Linked DNA regions of Xenopus tropicalis: region 2 is linked to region 1. The links are chromatin contacts, called in public Hi-C maps. All regions are on one chromosome and are shown on one strand. Each heading gives the region's core, a stretch centred on a gene start, on an enhancer-like site or on the middle of the called end of the contact. The rest is flanking DNA. Distances are from core to core; before and after follow the strand shown. Region 1 holds the start of aplp2 (amyloid-like protein 2). Region 2 overlaps aplp2 (amyloid-like protein 2).

Evidence for each region. Hi-C and Micro-C count contacts between places; a contact is called where the count stands out from the background.
Region 2: a contact with region 1 is called in a Hi-C map of gastrula embryo, with 1.6 times the contacts expected there. The contact joins the enhancer-like site here to the promoter of aplp2 in region 1. A contact is called at or near these places in 3 of 5 Hi-C or Micro-C datasets (brain, gastrula embryo and neurula embryo).

Annotation. Positions count from the first base shown.
Region 1 is chr7:73,235,406-73,238,483 of UCB_Xtro_10.0, forward strand. It overlaps aplp2 (amyloid-like protein 2), which reads left to right and starts at 1,352. Exons shown (of 17, transcript XM_018095937.2): 1 at 1,352-1,517. The coding sequence starts at 1,446.
Region 2 is chr7:73,293,972-73,296,926 of UCB_Xtro_10.0, forward strand. aplp2 (amyloid-like protein 2) reads left to right here. Exons shown (of 17, transcript XM_018095937.2): 8 at 2,861-2,955. Among named protein-coding and RNA genes, the nearest start is that of panx3, 39 kb to the right of the region's middle. Within about 2 kb of position 1,415, at least 2 of the 11 cell types and tissues checked have an H3K27ac peak or open chromatin away from gene starts, as enhancers often do. A contact at or near this core is called in gastrula embryo, where this site is marked.

The sequences.
Region 1 (3,078 bases), core at 102-2,601:
TTTATACACTTGAATTTTTTGATGTTATTGTTCCTTTAAAGAGAAGATAAAAGGACAAACACCTTCTTTGTCCATTTAGCACTGTTAGAGGCATGACATTTCTCACCCCCTCTGCCCCACCCAAAGATCGCACACATGTGCATCCATTTATCTTGCACACAGAGCACTGGGGACAGGATGTGCAGGAATCTCCAGCAAAGATCAAGTGCAGCTGGACAGCATGCCGCCTCTAAATTTGAGCCGCCCTTGACCCGGGACTTTGTGCTGTGTTTGTATCAAGGTCCAATGGCCTATGGTTGAAGTCTGGACCAAGGAGGAAGCTGAGTTTAGAAAGTCCAATACACAATATCCAAGCAGTTAACAGCTCAAAGTTTCATTTAGGCAAAAGGTCAAGACAGGCAGCAATCAGCATAGTCAGGACCAGCAGATCAATCCAAAACAGAAATTCAGATGCACCCAGGAACTGCACAGAGAAAGACCTATTGTTGGACACTGAACCCCATTGTTTAGTGTCTATTTATTTTGATTTTCATGGCTGCAACCATTTTTGTAAACAAGTTTGAATATCTGTCAAAGCATGACAGCAAAGACTAAACTTGTTTTGTAGTAACGTGCAGGTTTACCCTTAGGTCAGGTGGATTAGAGTACACATTTGGGCAACCATTGTGGGTTTGGGTTGGGTGTGGGTCAGACTGGGAAAAGTAAACTCTTCCCCTGCTCCCAAAGTTTTCCTGTCTTGGAACCTAAGGTAGTGTACAGAGTGGAAAGACATGGGTATGGCTTGGATATGTGTTCTACAATTGCAACATTTTGCAGATTGGGTGTGGGTTCAGGTTTGGAAACATAATAAGAACTCCATAAATTCTTGTTAAATACGTTGTTTGCGTGTGTTTGTGTATGTATATAAATTGCAAAATAGCCTTCTCAGATAGAAAACAAAGCCTTGTCCCAGATAGAAAAACGAAAAGTCCACTGCAAGGGTAAGAAACTAGGATTTCAGGCAACCCTCCCTACAGCAGCTGACCTCTCCAAACAACGAAGTGGGTTTCACTGAGCAGCCTTTGTTGACTTGTCCAAACATGGACATAGGGGCGTAACATTCCATTGATAAATGAGCAACCCCAAATACCTAGACATAAGCGCCGCAACTGAAGGGGCGGGGCCAAATAAGATGGACAAATAGCTAAATTACCTTCTATTGGGGTGGGCGATGAGCGTGGAGGCATAGCCTCTTCTCCCATTGGCTGAACAGTGGATGCCAGGATCCGCAGCGCTGTGGGCGTGTGTTTACTTTCTGGGTGAACGGGCGTGGTTCTGGGCGGCACCTGGATTTGGTGACGTCAATTCCGGATGCGCTTAGAGCTTTCGATGCGGTTGGGTAAGGTTCTTCAGTCTGGTAGTGGAAGCTGTGGCGAGAGGAGTTATCGGGCGTGGGAGACATTGATATGGGGACCCCACCTACGCTGTTCGCTGTGATAGCTGTGATATTAGTTCCAGCACTAGCCGGTTATATTGAGGTAAGCCTTTTATTAGTCAGGTTCCCCTTTGATTAATCACTGCTTCGGTACAAACCAATGGAACCTGTAAGGTTGATAAATGTAGGCTGGGCTGCGTTACGAGCTATTTTTCTGATTTGTTTAAATGCTGCTTCTACATTTTAAGCAGGGAATTTCGGAACCCTACTGTATACCTGCGGAGAATGGGAATGGATTGTTGTCTAACCTATGTCCTGTTGGGGGGCAAAGGCGTTTTAATCCAGAGAGAGCCTGCGCCTTGGCCCGTCCTGCTGCGGGAGCTTGGAGAGACTGACATTGCTGCGACCAAGATCCCTCAGGGATGCTGTGCATGGTTAAAATGACGTTTTATTAGGACTGCGTAATTAGCCCAGGTTGATGAATCTTGCGCCTTGCTACCTTGGTAGGGGAATGGTTAACTTCCCATTTGTCTCTCAGGATATCCTTTAGTTCTAATGGCTCCACTCCACCCACTGCCTTTTCATTCCCTTCCTGGCACAGTTAGAGGATGCCTCTGTAAAGGTGGTGGTTGTGCCAGTTCTTTCGATTCAAGTGTGGCTTTACATAGAGAAGGCATTAGGATTTTTTAGGGGATTTTGAAAGGCTGATTATTTCCATTTTTGGGGAGATTACCCGCTAAGCCATTAAGCATTATTAATCGAATGGGATCTGATACTGTACAGAATGGGAAGAACAGGCTGCGTCTGTTTGTGCCTCTGGTAGAGAACTGGTTACATGAATTAAATGATTATCCCAGAGCTGAAAGGAGTCTGTAAAGCCTTTTCTGTTTTGTCTCCAGTTTCTCACAATCAGATTAGGTACATACATCCCTCTGCAATATTTATATGAAATCTCTGCATCTACCATATAACCCTTGTTAGCAATCTGGTTTAAGTGGATAAGGCTTGGAATTACAATCAGTTTGTTTTTCTCCTCAATATTTGTAAAGATTGCTGATTGGAATTGTATAATTTTTTACAGCACTTAATACTTGTAGGTAGGTTATTGTGCTGTCCATTAATGACTAACTTGGATTTGTCCAACAACAGCTGGGAGGGAGTGTATATTTTCTGTCTTGGAATCTAGGCCATCTGATGTTTATGGTTTTCACCTTCTTAGATATGTACTTGTTTTTCATATGAAAGGAAACTTTTCTTGTGTTGGGTTGCGTTTTGACATTTGCACAAAAGGTCCTTTTAAAAGATTATTTGTGGATACTTTCTGAACCTCACACACATTTTTTTTTTTCCCCCAAACCCAGTTGACTGCAGTGCCAGCAAGGCAATACTGTTTCAGCAAAATAATGTTAAATAAAAGGCAACTTTACTGTATGGTGATAAAATATGCACTGCGTTTTGTAATAGTGTTTGTGTGTGGTGGGGGGGGGGGTAAACCTGTTAATTATTCTCAGCTGAAAAATAAGTATCAACTTGCTGTGGATTAGCATAGATAAATTAAAGCTCTTGAAAATATATATTTTTTTTAATGTGCTGTGTTTAGACACCATTCTTTAATGTTCCTGCTGCAGTTATCTGTGCAGAGCATTTGTCATCTCTGGAACACT
Region 2 (2,955 bases), core at 165-2,664, 59 kb after region 1:
GTTCAAAACTTTGTGCCTTTCAAACCACTGACCAGTAAGTGCTGCCAACACATTGGTTGCTTTAGGTGGTTTGAACTTTAGCATTTGGGATGGTCCATCCCAGCTAGAATGTTATATAGATATGTTCTATAAATGTATTATAATGCAGGTATGGGGCTTCTTATTCATAAAAAAGTTATCCAGAAATCTTCAAACTACCTTATGGCCATCTCCCAATTTGAAACAAATTATATGGTTTTGTTACAGTCACTAAGTTACAAGAATGGGAATTATGGAAAATATAGTAACAGACCATAACTATACAGAATACATTGCTACTGTGGAAAGGAACTTTACTTGTTAATACTTAGCTTAATAATGCTTAATTAATGCTTAATATCTAGGCTCTAGTTACTAGAATTGGAAAATGCTGTAAGTGAAACGGTTGCAACTGTTTTGCAAGTTAAGATGTTTCTTTAATTGTTTAATTCAGAAAGACGTTCCTGACCTGTAAAGCATACAATCTAAGTGACTGGGTAATTTAGAGGGTAATAAATGCTGCAATTTACTGTTAAGGCAGTTGTATGCCAGTGTTCCAAGAGTTAGGTTGTGGAGGTGTCAGCCATTAATGGAGTATAGAAACACTGCTGAAGAGATAGTAGTGAGGTGCAGAGCAGTTTATGATTTCAGTCCAAAGGAACAGAATTAAAAATATAAGAATTATTATTTGGGATTCAGCCTTTTTCGGCAGGCTTTAAATTTGGCCGAATCCACGTTCCTGGCTGAACCAGATCTTTAAACAATCGTGACTTTTTGTCATGTAAAAAAAGAAGTTGCAAATTTTTTTAGAGTGCGAAACCTAATTAGCATACGCTAATTAGGATTTGGTTCAGTATTCATCCGAATCCTTTACAAAGAAAAGAAGAATCTCAAAAAAGTGGATTTGGTGCATCCCTACTAAATAATATCAGACCACAATTTATAAATTAGAAGACACAATGTAATCACATGGCAACATTAAGTTTAAAAGCATTTGTTCGCTCTTGTGCTTAATTATCCCTTTAAAACTTTAAACCCACATTTGTATGAAATGCACATTTGTGTGTTTAATTAGCAGTTGGTTACAATGAATACTGTTTTTTTTTGCAGCTGTGCTTTATGTATATCCATTTACAACTTAATCAATACATTTTTTAATTTAAACATACTTAATGCCAACCTACACAGATTACTAAACAACTTGGCATACATACCACTCTACACAGATTACTATGTCAGCACTTAAAGGGATGTTTTAATAAGCTGCCTTATTTATTTCAGCAAGGCTTTGTGAAAATGGATAGTATGTTTTACTGAATGTAAAAAGAAGAATTGGGTGTAAGCGGACCATTTCCATAACTATGTTGTTTCCCCTTTCAGTGCCTGATCTTTTTGATCTTGTCAGGCAGTGTGTTGCTGTTTAACATGCAGTACAACATAGATGAAAGGGAACCCTATACTGTAGAAATGTAGCACGATGGTGCATAGTTTCAAAGGCATGTTAGAGTAATCTAATAGGTGCCCATGCAATGTATGTACTGCTAGAAGTTTTCTGCAGCTGTGGCAACCTGATGCTTTATATGAAATCATTCATTGTGATCTCTAAGTGCAGTTGCACACAGGGAGATTTGTTGGCTGCAGTTACATCTGGGCTGCTGCTGGCGACATATCACCCTGAAATGCTTTATCACCAGCAATAAAGTGAATTGCCTGTGGTAAAATATATGCAGTGCTTGGTTTTTCAAGTTTCTTTGCGAGGCAACTTAGGGCAGCTAAGAAAAAATGAAGCACCAGGTAGGTTTTGCGTAGACAGTTGACTTTATTGCCAGTGGAAAAGCGTCTCAGGGATATTTGTTGCCTGCTATTACCCTAACACAACATTCTCCCTAATATGTACTGACGTGATCTGGTCACAATCTTTATCCTTTTTATTAAACTACAGTTTCTATATTTTTATATACTGTTTTACCACTGGTAACACAAATTGGTTTTAAGAACACCTACTACAGGTGGTACCTATCTTTTTAATGATGTATTACATTTATGGGGTTTTTTTTGTTGTTTTGTTATAAATAAATCTGCTTAGGGCTCTGGCACACAGGGAGATTAGTCACCCGCGACAAATCTCCCTGTTCGCGGGCGACTAATTTCCCCGAATTGCCATCCCACTGGCGAAAATGTAAGTCGCCGGTGGGATGGCACACGCGACGGCGCGATTTCGGCAAATCGCCGAAAATGCCTCGCAAGGCAACTTCGTGGGATGGCAATTCGGGGAGATTAGTCGCCCGCTAACAGGGAGATTTGTCGCGGGCGACTAATTTCCCCGTGTGCTAGAGCCCTTATAAGAATCCTGTGCAGAGTTTAACTATTTATATAACACTTATTCCTTCACTCCCTCCTTCATTCTCTTGAGTAAGAAGCACATGCAAATAGCAACTGGGATTTTAATAAATGCTGAATCTCTTCCACATGCTGGTCATGATGGATTTCCTATGTATCTCTGGCAACATGTTCAGAGCTTTCCTTGCAAATCGCTAAGCAAATCACAAAATTAGTATTTGTACTCTAGTAGTGTGTTTCCCCAAAAGATCTGCTTCTAGAATGTTGCTTTCTGTCTTGTAATGTAATGTAACATGCATGTCATGATTGCTATGCTTAGCCAGGAAACTACTTGGGATGACCTGAATGCTTAATCTTAAATGTATACCTTTGAAAATAATTTTGTAATTTGCGGGCCGGGTTTTGCTATTTGAAATAACATTTTCACCAGTTTCACAGCCAATTTACCACCTGAAATTGCTTTCCTTAAGGAAGTTAGTGATATAATCTTTGCTTCATTCAGTGGCACAAACTCCAGCTCCTGCTGATGATGTGGATGTGTATTTTGAGACCTTAGCTGATGATAATGAACATGCACGCTTCCAGAAGGCTAAAGAA